Regions from separate parts of the Mus musculus genome. Here region 2 is linked to region 1. Evidence: chromatin contacts called from public Hi-C data. All regions are on one chromosome and are shown on one strand. Each heading gives the region's core, a stretch centred on a gene start, on an enhancer-like site or on the middle of the called end of the contact. The rest is flanking DNA. Distances are from core to core; before and after follow the strand shown. Region 1 has its middle 44 kb from the start of Il7r. Region 2 overlaps Spef2 (sperm flagellar 2).

Region 1 (6,957 bases), core at 3,820-6,319:
CAGGGCGGTGGGAGGGTATAGGGAACTTACGGGATAGAATTTGAAATGTAGATAAAGAAAATATCTAATAAAGTAAAATTTAGAGAAGGAGGAGGAGGAGGAGAAGAAGAAGAGGAAGAACTCTGAAAATAGTTAAGTTTTCCTCTCAAGACTTCCTGGGAACGTGGTCCTCTCACACATTATTACCAATGCCATTACACCATTGTGCACCAGTCTAAGAGATGTGGTGCAAGTGGAACCATTTCCCAGCTCTGAATCTTAGTTTTTGGGGTTATGAGAATGCAGTGACATCAATGAGGGTTTATTTGACAGGGCACACTTGGTAAGGCAGACAGTGAGTCAGTGCCATTGGAAACTTTCAAACCCTTCTACGCAGTCCCATGGTTTGAATTATGACCATAAATCCACTGTTAAATGTGCAGTAGTGGGCCTTCTGGAAAAGTAAAAGCTACTAAGTTGACTTAGGTGCAGGGAGCTGACCAGCTGGTTTGAGATGCCTTGAAGATAGGATATAAAGTTAAATTTGTTGAGAGGGTGAGGTTTGATGACGTGAATAAACGTCTCTGACATTTTGGTTAGCTTTGGAGCCACTCACCATAATGCTGGTTCTTAGAAGTCTTCTTAGGTTGAGAATCCCTTACAGGAACTGAAAATGTGACTCAGAAGCTAGGGATCAGCTCCCAGTCCAACCTCAGGACTCAGAACTGCCTTCAACTACAGTTTCAATGGATCCAACACACTCTTTTCACCTCTGTAGCAACGTGTACACATGTTTGGATTCACACACATCACACACACAGACACACACACAGACACACGCACACACACACACTTAAATCTTAAAATGCCCCTTCTCTCCATCAGGAATGCAGTGCTGATTTCTTCTTTGTTGGCTTTTCATGAAGCCTAGGTTAAAAACATACAGAAATTTAATTGGACTCATTTGGTTCAATTCCACAAGTCTTTTAAACGTGGTTGTTCTAAGTGCCACCACTTTAAAACTGTGAATGGTCTTACTTTTAAAAGGAGATTTTCACATCCACCCACTTGCTCATGGGCAATGACCACCTAAAAGTGTTACCCAAGTATTTGAGAGTAAGAATATTGTCTTCATCGTTTCAAAGCAAGCCCTGCTGTCATGAGAGTACCTACTATTCCTTACTTTTCTTCTGATTTGCTCCTTTCTTCTGGTCACCCTCATTCTTGCTGGTAAAATCTGTCTCTGCTTTCTTCTAGCAGGTCCCTGTCTCTGGTGTGGCTAGAATGTGTGAGGGGGGAAGGACTCAGTCTCTCTTCCTTATCTGCCACTCTTTTGTAGAAGTACCAAGCATCAGATGTTAGGGAAATAGCATTTAGCATATACTTAAATTTTCTCTTTTTATGATGTTTTTTGAGATTATAACACAATTACATCAATTTCCTTTCCCTTTTCAAACTCTCCCATATACTCCTCCTAGCTCTCTTTAAATCCATGGAGTCTTTGTTACTGATTGTTTTTACATGCACATAACTGTAAACACAACCTACTCAGTCTGTATAATATTCCATACACACATACACGCACATATGCACACACACACACACACACACACACACACACACACACGTGTGTGCGTGCGTGTGTATGTGTGTGTGTGTGTGTTTGTGTGTTTCAGGGGTGACCATTTGGTACTGGATAACAAATTGCTGTTTTTCCTATGGAAGACTCTCTCTTCCTCTTCATTGCATTTCTTAGTTGCCTGTAGTTCTTTGTGTCAGATTTCTCTTTCCTGAGGCTATTAGCACAAGAAGGTTGTGGCAGAAGACAAATCCAAGTTGAAGAACACAGTGGCTGTAACTCTGCCAATGTACCTGACTGCTGGGTTCTGTCTGCTTTGTTCTATGCTCAGGATCCATTTTCTATAGGATGTTTGACTCCAGTTTATGACTTCTAAGTTCCAGAGTAGTGCTGAGGTTATGTTCCATCTATGGTGAAAAATCCAGGTTAGTGACAAACAACAGCTTGTTGTCTAGACGACACTGAACCATGGAACATCTGTGGGCTTCATGACTAAATGTCATCTGCTTGTTTCTTAAGGACAATCTAGGAACAGAAAGCTAGGAAGAAAACCCTCCTTGGCTTTGCCTAGGCCACTTCCTCCTGTTGTCTGGGGAGTTGAAAATAGAACTGAGGGCCATCTTGAGTGAAAGGAAGCAACAGTTACCATGTCGCAGGCAGATGGAGGAAGAACCATGTTCATTTTCAGTTTCAGTAATCACCATGTGAAACTCAACTCTAAGAGTCTTTGCTGTGGGATGCTGGAGGCTGGGTTGGGAAACAGGTAGAGAACAAGCAGACAGAAGGAGAACAAAGGGAAGTCTATGCACCTGCATTCCACAAAGCACAGTAAAGAAGGTTTTCAGAGAATGCATTTTAATTTTGCAAGTTTGATTTTACTTTGCAAAGAACAAAAGGCCATACTGGTGTCTGAAAACAAGGTGATTGCTGGGTATGGGGGTGGAGGTAGGTCACACTTTTGGACCATGCTTTCTAGACTCTTAAGAATTCCTGCAAGAGAAAGAGAAGTCTTTATGCTGTGGGGCTGCAGCCTATTTGGAAATGTCTTCCAGCTGTGGTTCCCACATCAACAGTCTGCTCAGAATTAATATCTAAATACCTATTTATTGTCATTTCAACTCCCTTATGCTATCTGTCATCATAGAAAGGGGACTGGCTGCAAAAATCTGAGCTGACTTTTCCATTTCAATTTATTCTTGTGGTTAAAATTGATGGGTAGGTAAAAGTGCATTGCTGAACATCCTCCTTTTGCTACCCACCTTGCAGGCAATTGTGTGATGCATCAAGAGATTGTGAAGTTTGTTTATGTGCTTATTCTCGTAGCCTGTCCTACTTTACCACGTCCAGGTTTCTTCAAGGCTCAACCTCGTCCCACGCAAGAGGCTCAATGTCTTTCTTCTACCCCTCTGTGTTTAGCATGTGCAGGCGATTAGGAAGCTGGCTATAAGAAGAGTTTTAGCTTTATCATTGATCTCGATGTACATCCTTAGACTTCCTGGGTTCAAATGCCTGGCAGTTGCAGACTAGTTAGTCATCATCCGGAGAAGACAGAAACCAATTATGTTATTTATACATGTTGTATATGTGTGCATTAAGTATAATATTCCTGCATATATGCAACCAGCCAAGAGGAAAATAGGAGATGGAGTGTACTAGTTAATCTGCTCAGTTCTGCCTCTGCCAGAGTGCTGCACTGCACTGATGAAAGAGACAATCTTGAATTCAGACTCCCAGAGAATGACATGTAAGGGGGCACAGGGCACTAGAGGGGTTAACAGTGATGGGGTATTGAGATTCTCAATGTGGAGACCAGTGGTTTGTAACTTACTTAAAATGATGTCCTCTGGAAAGTCTGACCATAGGAAAGTGACAAACCATAAGTCATGTAAAAGTCTCGTACACTATATTTATTTATTTTATGCAACGTTGGACCACATAGCATTATAAGACATTTGAATTAATCATTAACATTTAAAACCCAAGGGACTTTGCAAAATGTTCTGAATTTATTTTCAGCTAACATTTGGTAGTTGCCAGTTAACGTGTGCTCTGCCCCTTGTCATGCCAATAGCTAACCTTGTGCTATGGCCCTTTGCCAAGCTCTGTGACCTCCCTAGCTAACCTTGAGCATGAAGCCAATTGCTATTTATCATAAGGCTTGCTCTCCATTTTCAATTAAAGAACTTAAGGAGAGAGTGAACTATATCTTGTACTCCTTAAAAAAAATGGAAACGTTAGAAAAAAAAAAGACTAGGAAATCACTTTTAAAATATTTTGGGGGGAGTTATAATTACAATATTTATCCCTTTTCTTTCTCTCTCCAAACTCTCTTATATATTCCTTCTGCTCTCCTTCAAATCTATGGCCTCGTTTTTAATTGTTATTCCATGTACATATGACATATATGCATGTATATATATATATATCCTGTTAAATAATGTTACTTGTATGCATGTTTTCAGGGCTTCCCATTTGGCCATTGGTGTTCTCATCCTTGAGTAAGAACAACTCTCCTGCTCCCATCCTTCTTTAGTTGCCTATAGTTCTCTGTGAAGAGTTAAGCTTTTACCTATCCATTCTGTCATGTCCTTGTTCAGCTCACCTTTAGGAGGTCATATTGGTAAGACTTTATGGGTATAAGAAATCAATTTCTGCATTTCTGGTCTGTTGCATATTTTGAAGAAGACTACCCAGAAATCTGTATTTTCAGCCCATGCTCCAAATAGCCTCATAATCATGTAATAGGAGAAATCAGAGAAATTTTGCATACTGAATGTGCCTTCATTTGACCACTACATCAAACTTAGATGTATAAAAGAAACCTTTATTATTATGGCTCCTATGTTGCAGTGGCTTTGCTTGAGTAGTAGAGTCTCAGAACTCAGCTCTTTAGAGGTTTAATGTCTAAAATGTTTCTCAGACAAAGGAATTAAACTCTATGCGAGTTTCTTCCTGGTTAAAAATCCCAGATTCTTGCTAAATATTCATGCCTTGCCTCCTTTTGTTATATCCTGAGCATAGTAAAATACACCTTATATAAATGTTTAAAGGCCAACAGTGAGTGTATCTTTATCAAAAATATATTAAAAAAAAAACATTACGTGATAGCTACTTCTACTTCTTTAAGAAAATGTCATCTATTACAACTATGCTCATCAGCTTGAAGGAAGTTGCCTGCTTAAAATATGACAGTGGTCTAGTCTTACATGCCATTTTAAAGGAAGTTTCTAGTCTGTGGTCCTGGCAGAATGAATCAAACTCTTAAATGCAGAAATTCAGAAGAAACATGTAAGGGGTTCTTGTAGCATCTGGAAGCTAAGTGGTGCCTTCCAACGCACGGAGGTAGCATGCCAGCAAAGACTTTAATTTGCAGGGACTTTGGTACGAAATGGGCTCAGACAGTGAAAGTGGAGGGGAAGAAGACTAAGCTCTCCGCCTCCAGAGTACATGGTGAAGCCTGTCGTATACTAGAAGGATGTTGTGGTTTCTGCCTGGTTTGTGGGGGCATAGCAAGGTGAGGATGTTTAAGAAATGGTGAACAGAGTAGCTGTCTCCCTGTGGTTAGCCTGAAGTTAGCAAAAGATACAGCAAGTGTTTGAGCTGAAATGCTCAAGGCACACCTTTGAGCCCCCTGGTCCCCTTTGGGGCTTTGAACTGCAGCCACAAGTCTGGGCCAGCATCTCTTTCCAGATTTGTTTTGAAGCAAGCTTGAAAACAACATTTTCTTTGTACTTATACTTCGAATCTTAGGGTAATCTGCTTGTGACTTTGCTTACGTCTGGCTCAACAGGATGCCCAGAGATGCCTCTGTGTATCAAGGCTTTGTTGTGGAACTGACATGAAAACTTTTGGGAGTAGATGGAGTTGCACCTGTAGGTGACATGATGTGTTTTATTAGGCCAAATCTAGTGAAATGTGAAAAGAGGTGGAATGAATTGCAAAGGGTATCAGGAAAGAGTCATGGCAGCTTTGTTTAGAAAGGAGACAAGCAGGAGAAAGTAAGGTTGGTGGTGGCTTCATAACTGGCCTGATTAGGGTAACACCAGGGTCAAGGTCCTAAAAAGAGATGACTGGAATAAACTATGGATCTCACTAGCTTTCATAAATCCTTGCTTTCTAGTAATGTATACTCTAATGTGGTTCTATGTATAGATTTAGTATAAACAAGTGTGAGGTTAGGAGGAAATCTCCTCCCTACCAAGTTAGTTTACATTTCTAGAATTGTGTTGATGGGAGATGTCTTTTGTTCATGATGGGAGCTTGAGTGCCATTGAGACAGGGGTGGCCATTGTGAGGGTTATCTATCTATAGCAATAGTGACTGAGATTTGGGTGTGAGGGAAGAGGCCGAGTTAGCTTTGAAAGTTTGAATAAGGGAGACTAGGAGAATCTGCGACATTTCCATAACTACAGGACTGGTTAGGAGAACTTTAGAGATGGATGGGGCCATAGTCATCCAAGCAAGTACTTAGCACCTACACCCACTTTACTTCACTGTAATCTTCAAATAGAAAACATCAGGATTGGGTAGAGAAACAGCTTCATGGTGTTATTTTAGTTCTCTAGAAAGGATTTTTCAAGCACTGCTCAGAGAGTACTAGAGGAAGAACTGATACATCCTTGGTGAAGACTGCATCAAAATGGCCCATTAGGTAGAGAGTAGCTAAGAAGAGAGTTGATGGTTCACAACACAATGGCTCACTAGAGATGGGATGTTAGAAGAGTTAAGGCTGCGAAGTACTAGATGACTGTCCTCACACACATCCCTGATAGCTGCTACCCTGCCCAATCAGAGCACATATGTTCGTCTTGCAAGAGGGGCCGTTATCACTCACCACATCACCAAGAGTGGCTTATCCTTAGGGAACACAGAAAAGCTACTTCATCTGAACAGCTTGTGTGGTTTATACTTTTATTTCTTGTCAGCACTTGGTAATCACAGCATAACCCAGATATCCTCTGTCTCATCAAATCTTATTGCTGTTTGATTATTGTTTACATTCTTTCTAAACCCAAACTTTCTCTTCTCAAAGCCAAGGACTTCTGGGTTTCCTTGCAGATATACTGTGATTCTTTTTTAATAGATAACATGTAAGTATAATGATATATAGGTATTATATAGTGTATATATTTAAGACCACATGATATAAAGCATGCAAATATGCAAAATGCATACATGCACATGACTTATATAGCTAATAAACTATAATTCTATGTAACATATTCTATTTATCTGTGTTTATAGCACATGATGTAAAACTGTGTGTCCATGAACTGTGTAGAAAGTTGCTGTTGAGATCTTGCCACAGCAGATCACAGAAAAATTAGCTTATCCCTTATTTTAACTGTTACATTACCATTAGTATTCCAAGGATATCAGCATCCTAAGGATAACATAAC
Region 2 (6,941 bases), core at 1,218-3,717, 93 kb after region 1:
CCCTGCTCCCACACCCAGACTTTCAGCAGGTTCTTGCTGAGACACATAGGTGACATGGAGATCTGATGGACCAGTTACTAGAGGGTGCATATGTTACTTGGTTCACAGACTGGAACAGCTATCTAGAAAAAGAAAAAAACATACTGGAGCAGCTGTGGTAGCTGGACAGGCCCTGCCAGAGGACACATCGGCTCAAAAGACTAAATATCTACACAGATAGCTGGTATGCTTTTGCCACAGCCCACGTCTATGGGACCATATATCAACAGAGGAGTCTACTGACACCGGGAAGAAAAAGAAAATAAGAACAAAGAAGAAATGCTGGCTCTACTGAGGCCCTCCACGACCCTGCCAAGGTAAACATCATCTACTGTCCTAGTCACCAGAAGAGAGATACCATGTTAGCAAGGGGCAACAACAATGTCAAATGTCAAAGAAAATATAAGAATTGAAAAAAAAATATTAGGTAAAACAATCTAGAACATCAAAGTTAGAAGTGCATAAAGAAAGGAGAGCCATCACATGTAGCAGTGAATGCCTGTAATCTCAGTTCTTAAGAGGTTGAGTTAGGAGAATCACAGGAAGTTGAAAGCCACTCTGTCCTGCACAGTGCCTTTTACATCATCCTACTATCTCATGAAATGAAAATAATAAATAACTCAAGCAGTATGATATGAGATGTAGGATGCCAGGTGTAAATGGTAAAACTACTGTTAGTCTACCAACTCAAATGGATGATCACACACCTAAGAATATATAGACAGCAATTAAGTGGATTTTGTGAGTTAAAATAACAATGTGCTGGATGGTGGTGGCTTGTGCCTTTAATCTCAACACATAGGAGGCAAAGGCAGGCAGATATCTGAGTTCAAAGACAGCCTGATCTACAGAGTGAGTTCCAAAACAGCCAGACCTACTGTACTGGCTAGTTTTGTGTCAACTTGACACAGCTGGAGTTATCACAGAAAAAGGAGCTTCAGTTGAGGAAATGCCTCCATGAGATCCAACTGTAAGGCATTTTCTCAATTAATGATCAAGGGGGGAAAGCCCCTTGAGGGTGGGACCATCTCTGGGTTGGTAATCTTGGTTCTATAAGAGAGCAGGCTGAGCAAGCCAGGGGAGGCAAGCCAGTAAAGAACATCCCTCCATGGCTTCTGCATCAGCTCCTGCTTTCTGACCTGCTTGAGTTCCAGTCCTGACTTCCCTTGGTGATGAACAGCAGTATGAAAGTATAAGCCGAATGAACCCTTTCCGCCCCATCTTGTTTCTTGGTCATGATGTTTGTGCAGGAATAGAAACCCTGACTAAGACACCTACACAGAGAAACCTTGCCTCCAAATATAAAAAAAAAAAAAAATAGAAAAAGAGAAAGAAAGAAAGGGAGGAAGGGAGGAGGGAGGGAGGGAGGGAGAGAGAGAGAAGAAAAGAAAAGAAAAGAAAAGAAAAGAAAAAAAGAAAGAAAAGAAAAGAGAGAGAGAGAGAGAAAGAAAGAAAGAAAGAAAGAAAGAAAGAAAGAAAGAAAGAAAGAAAGCAAGCAAGCAAGCAAGCAAGCAGAAGGATGGAAGGAAAGAAGGAAGGAAGGGAGGGAAAGGGAAGGAAGGAAGGAAGGAAGGAAAGAAGGAAGGAAAGAGAAGGAAAGAAAGAAGGGAAAGGGAAGGAAGGAAAAAGAGAAGGAAAGAAAGGGGAGAAAGAAAGAGAAGAAAGAAAGGAAAAAAGAAAAATACTTGATGACAAAAAGTTGGGTTGGTATGAAATGCGGGGGTGGGGTGGATCTGTGAGAAGTTGGGAGAGGAAGAATATGATCAAGATACAATGGTTACTCTTAACCATTTAATATGTTCGCAAACATATGTGCATAGGATTACCTTTGATCTTTTTGTTTACTGTTTCAGTAGCAAAAATTTCTTTTACTTTTTGGCATAAGAGCGCTTCATCTATTTCAGCATTGACTTTCGTCAGAATGTTTTTTGGCTGTGTAAACCACTCTTCCAACAGTGGCCAGTTGTCCAAGAAGCCAACAATTCTGCGAAATAAAGACATTATATGACTATGTGGTACTCATTTAAGTGTTTGTGTAAAAAGACATTAAACATGATATCTAGTAGATTGACAGTTCATAATGAAGAAGTAGCCTGGCCATGGAATTCAGTCCCCAAAATTAACTTTTATGGAATCTATATGTGATGGAAAAATACTAAATTTAAAGAACTTGTCTGATGGCATCAAGGTTTAAGCTTTAGAATTTTAGAAGTATGGATGGAAAGGTTTGAAAATGCTAAGCATTTGGCAAACATCTGGCTTTTGTTCAAATCTCTGTTTGAAAATGAAAGAAAATATCATTCACAGTAATGGCTGACTTCATTTAATGGCTCTTTCAGTGATGCCATAGCCCCAACACTCAGGTCATACTTTTTATTTCCCTTATAGATACAAAGTGAAGAGGTCTTTAGGTAAGGAGAGAAGGCACAGGCTAGTTAGCTTTGTAAAAAGTTATTCTTGAATCATTGTCTCCCTCCCCCACCCTTAGAGCATAGACAGCTTCCTATAGCTCAAATTATACTTCCTGCTCATTTATTTTTAGATATCTCGAGTTTCATGAAATTGCCTAATTTTGTCTAAATTTTCTTTTCCAAAGAAAAGTTACACACAATTCAGAGAAATCCAGGTAACTTCATTTTGGTAAACTCGAAAAGCTACTATAAACTTTTTCAGTTTTGACTTTCAGTTCTTTGAAATTCTGTGATCTTTCACTGGTAGTAGTGTTTGCTGAATTCTACAGATATAACTTAAAAGCATTTTCTTTTTCACATTTTTTCTTCTTTTACTTTCTTGGCCTTTTTTTGTCAGGTAATTTTATTAATCATGTTAATGCTAAAGTTTGAACCAATGACAGATAAAATGATTGTATGTCTCAAGGTTGAAGTTAATCATGCCTAAAATCGTAGCCATCAAACCTGAAACTGTTTCACCTACACTAATGCATTTATATACTTTTCATTCTTTTCTTCTCTTTTTAGACACACACACAAAATACATTGTTACAATGTATTTCAATACATTATATGTTGCATAATAGGGTAAGAAAAGGGAGTCGCATAAACATGATTCACTGTCTTAAAAGCAAGCTGTTGATGAGTTGGTATTTGAGAGATACATTAGCAGGAGTGTCAACCTGACCCAGTGTACAAGCCATTTTTAAGGCACTGAACATTGTAAAGATAACCTGATTTTTAAAATTATTTCATTTTTGTGCTAAAGATTTTTAAAAGATATTTTTTGCTTAAAAGCATTTTCTGATTGGCTTGTTTCCCCAGACTCTGACAACTGTGGCTGCAAATATAAACGTTTTTCACATACTATTTCACTCAATGCAGAAACATAGTTTTGATTTAACCTGTAGAAGATTCTGTGGTAGGGGATGAATCTCCTTTCTTTTTTGTAGATTCTTATCATTTGAAAGTCACCAATTGTCACCTCTTTGAAGGGCAACAAATAGGAAGTGCACAAAGCAGAAAACATACCTGTGCTGTATGTGGTCTCTTAAGTTCCGGTCCTCGCTCTTATTATCTTGGCTTGTACCAGTTCCAGGACGGCCAACATTTTCATGAGAAATTTCATGTGAGATTTCTTTAGCTATGGTACAAAAATTACTTAATTAGACAATCAACCAAACCAATCAAAGTTGCTACTTACTGACAAAACATACTTGTGCAAGATTCCAGGTAGAAATAGCCATATTTTGGTTTACAAATGTTTCAGTGTTTATATTAACATATATAATATATGCAAATATATTTAAATAGAATATATTTTGATTATGTTCTTTTCATTCTCCACCTCCTCACAGATTCTCTACCACCTCTCTACCTATACAATTTCTTCTTCTTTCTCAAAAAATAAAATAAAATAAACAAAAACATTGGTCAAAACAAACATGCAATAAGACAAAAACTCCCAAAACAAAATGGAAAGGATGACACATGCACAAAAGTACACACACACACACACACACACACACACACCCTTAAAATCTTTGTGCTTCCTCTTCCACATAGATCCCCGAGCCTTTATGGGAGCTGATTGGCTGATTGGTGAAGGTATACATTTAGGAAGGAGAGGTTCAAAGCCTCTATTTCTCTGTGCATTGTCCAGCTGTGAGTCTCTTTGTTGACTTCCATCTATTTTAAGGAGCAGCTTGTTTTATAAGGATTGAGTGATGCCTTGATCTACGGGTATAGGAATATGTCATTAAGGGTAATTCTATTGCTATATTCCTTTAGAAGCCTTAGTAGTAGGTTTTCCTCTAATTCTGTTCCCCTACTTAGTCTTTGATTCTTGACTATTTAAGAAGTGTCAGGTATGGGTTTCATCTCATGGAGTGGAATTTAAATTCAACTTGTAGAAAGTGGTTGGTTACTCCCATAATGTTTGTGTACTATTACACCAATATATATTATAGATGGGTCTTTGTAGGTCATAGGGTCTGGTGCTGGGTGTTTCTGATGTTTACTTCTCTCCTTTGGCATTGTGCAAAGTCTCTCCAAGAACCATGACTGATAGTCACTAGGGCATGAGTCTTCTAGTTGGGCAACAACTCTATTTTCTCATGTGTATATAAGTGATATTTTCAGCAAGGATGACTTTACTCTCAGTTTATTGATGGTAACTAATATTCTTGGCAATACCATATGATATTTGGGGTATATTTATGGGGCTGTACAGGTCCACGTCTCAAGACATAACCCATTCCTATCTGGAGGTCAATTTTACTTGGTGGCATAAGATGTCTGTTTAAACTATTACCACCCTTTTTACGTGGTGAATCCGTTTAAATTCCTTAGGCTTCTATAGTAATAGGTTTCTATTGGGTAAGAGAAGAAATATGGTGAAGTAAAGCAAACACCCAAAACAACTTGAAAAGCCACACTTTAATACGTTTTGAAGGAAGCTTAAGTTCAGAAAAAAGATGACTACTACTGCAATAGGAGTGTTGACTATTATGGGGTAACCAACTGATTTATAATAGAATCTGAAGCCTGATTCACAGGATGGAGTCTGCGATTACTACTGTATACCTGGATCAAAAACTCATCGCTAGGGAGTTCACAGGCACTATAGAGGTACTCAGTACTGTTACTTAACTCAGTGGTCATACTGTCAAACTGCCTTATAAATACTAATATTTATACCTGTTGCTCTAGGATGCTCTCACACATGGTCAGAGAAGTTGTTTTTGCAATGATCACCAACCAATGCAGAGACGCATTACAAATTGCAAGAACAAGCAATTGGAACTGTAAGCTATTTGCCCTGAGTGGAACATTATTAACTACCCCTACTCATAAACCAAGGGTAAAGGAACCAAGAGTCAGTAGAAAGAATGAAAGGGTTGGAGGATGGGAATGGATGATGTGAAATGTCTTTAGGATATGAGTACTGCACTCATGAGCTCACAGCAGTTGTGGTTACCTATACAAGAGCTTCCCAAGATCATGCCAATCAAAATCCTAGTGTAGAAGGAGAAGAAGATTGTTGGGCCCTACCCCTGGACATTGGAAACTGATAGCTTCTGAGGGAATGAGAATCACTCTTCATTGGGGATGTAGCCACTGCTTGGTGGTCCATGCACCGCTGGATAGTCCCATTGTCATGCATATGTGACCAGCACTAAGTAGATTATGGGTTAATAAAAGAAAACAAACAGATAAGAAGTTAGGAAGGGAATGTGTTTGGGTAGAACCTGGAGAGAGTTGGGTGGAGATTATGTATATGTATATATGTGTATATGTGTATATGTGTATATGTGTATGTGTGTATGTGTGTATGTGTGTATGTGTGTATGTGTGTATGTGTGTATGTGTGTATGTGTGTGTGTGTGTGTGTGTGTGTATGTGTATGTGTATGTGTATGTGTATGTGTATGTGTATATGTATATGTATATGTATATGTATATGTATATGTATATGTATATGTATATGTATATGTATATACACACATGGATTTCTCAAAGGATAAAATTTTTAAAATAAAATTTAAAATAAAATAAAACATTAATTATAGCAGAGTTCATGGATTTAAGATGGGGAGAGAATGGCACTGGAGATGGAAATACTGTGTACAAATATATTCAAATTCTCAGATAAATTTAAAAATTAACTTACTATTATTAAAGAGAAACCCAAACAACCACAAAAATTTAGGTGGCTTTAGAATAAGAATTCACATTTCTCTTGGAATGGGCAAGAAATGAGATAAAAACACACTGAAGAGAAGCTTGATTGTCAATACGACAGATGGTTGGTGAGACAATTCTGAGGCAATAAGTTAGGTTCAGGGAAGGGAAGATAACAAGAGTTTATTTTAACTAATGTTAGGTGGGAGAGTACTTCCAGTGCAGGAAAGTACTTCCGGGGTGGGAGAGTACTTCCTGTTCTTACAAACAACCTGAGTCCAGTTCCCAGAAGTCACATGATAGCTTTCAAGAGCTTGTAGCTCCGTTTCTAGATGCCCCAATGCTTTTGTCTGATCACTGTGAGCATTTGCATATATATATGGTGCATATAGCCACACAAAAGCACACATATAAACACACAGGGAGAGGGAGAGGGGGAGGGAGGGGAGAGGGGAGAGGGGAGGGGAAGAGGGAGGGGGAGAGAGACTGAATAATAAATGAATTTTTAAAAAAACACATAAGCAAAATTGACAAAGGGAAAAAAAAGACAAAGCATGCTATACTCCCTTCTCTGTTGAAGTCTGGCCACCAAGATCACACCATATTCTGATTCTTGAATCAAACAACCAAGAATCAGAAACATTCCCTTGTATCTCAGTTGTCCCTCTCAGCTGTCACTAAAGTTCAGAGTGAACAGAGTATGAGTCCTTCTTTTTGTGCTTCATTATAGAATATTTTGTCTCCCTAGATCCAGTGGAATATTTTTCCA

Evidence for each region. Hi-C and Micro-C count contacts between places; a contact is called where the count stands out from the background.
Region 2: a contact with region 1 is called in a Hi-C map of Th2 cells, with 2.5 times the contacts expected there. The contact joins two enhancer-like sites. A contact is called at or near these places in 6 of 484 Hi-C or Micro-C datasets (CD4 T cells, Th1 cells, Th17 cells and 1 more) and 2 of 115 datasets of contacts at active chromatin or transcription factors (CD8 T cells and Th17 cells).

What each region holds. Positions count from the first base shown.
Region 1 is chr15:9,569,917-9,576,873 of GRCm38.p6, forward strand. No RefSeq gene overlaps it. Among named protein-coding and RNA genes, the nearest start is that of Il7r, 44 kb to the left of the region's middle. Within about 2 kb of position 5,070, at least 47 of the 459 cell types and tissues checked have an H3K27ac peak or open chromatin away from gene starts, as enhancers often do. A contact at or near this core is called in CD8 T cells, Th17 cells and Th2 cells, where this site is marked.
Region 2 is chr15:9,665,269-9,672,209 of GRCm38.p6, forward strand. It overlaps Spef2 (sperm flagellar 2), which reads right to left. Exons shown (of 37, transcript NM_001305042.1): 17 at 3,522-3,633; 18 at 1,866-2,023. Among named protein-coding and RNA genes, the nearest start is that of Spef2, 80 kb to the right of the region's middle. Within about 2 kb of position 2,468, at least 7 of the 459 cell types and tissues checked have an H3K27ac peak or open chromatin away from gene starts, as enhancers often do. A contact at or near this core is called in CD8 T cells, Th17 cells and Th2 cells, where this site is marked.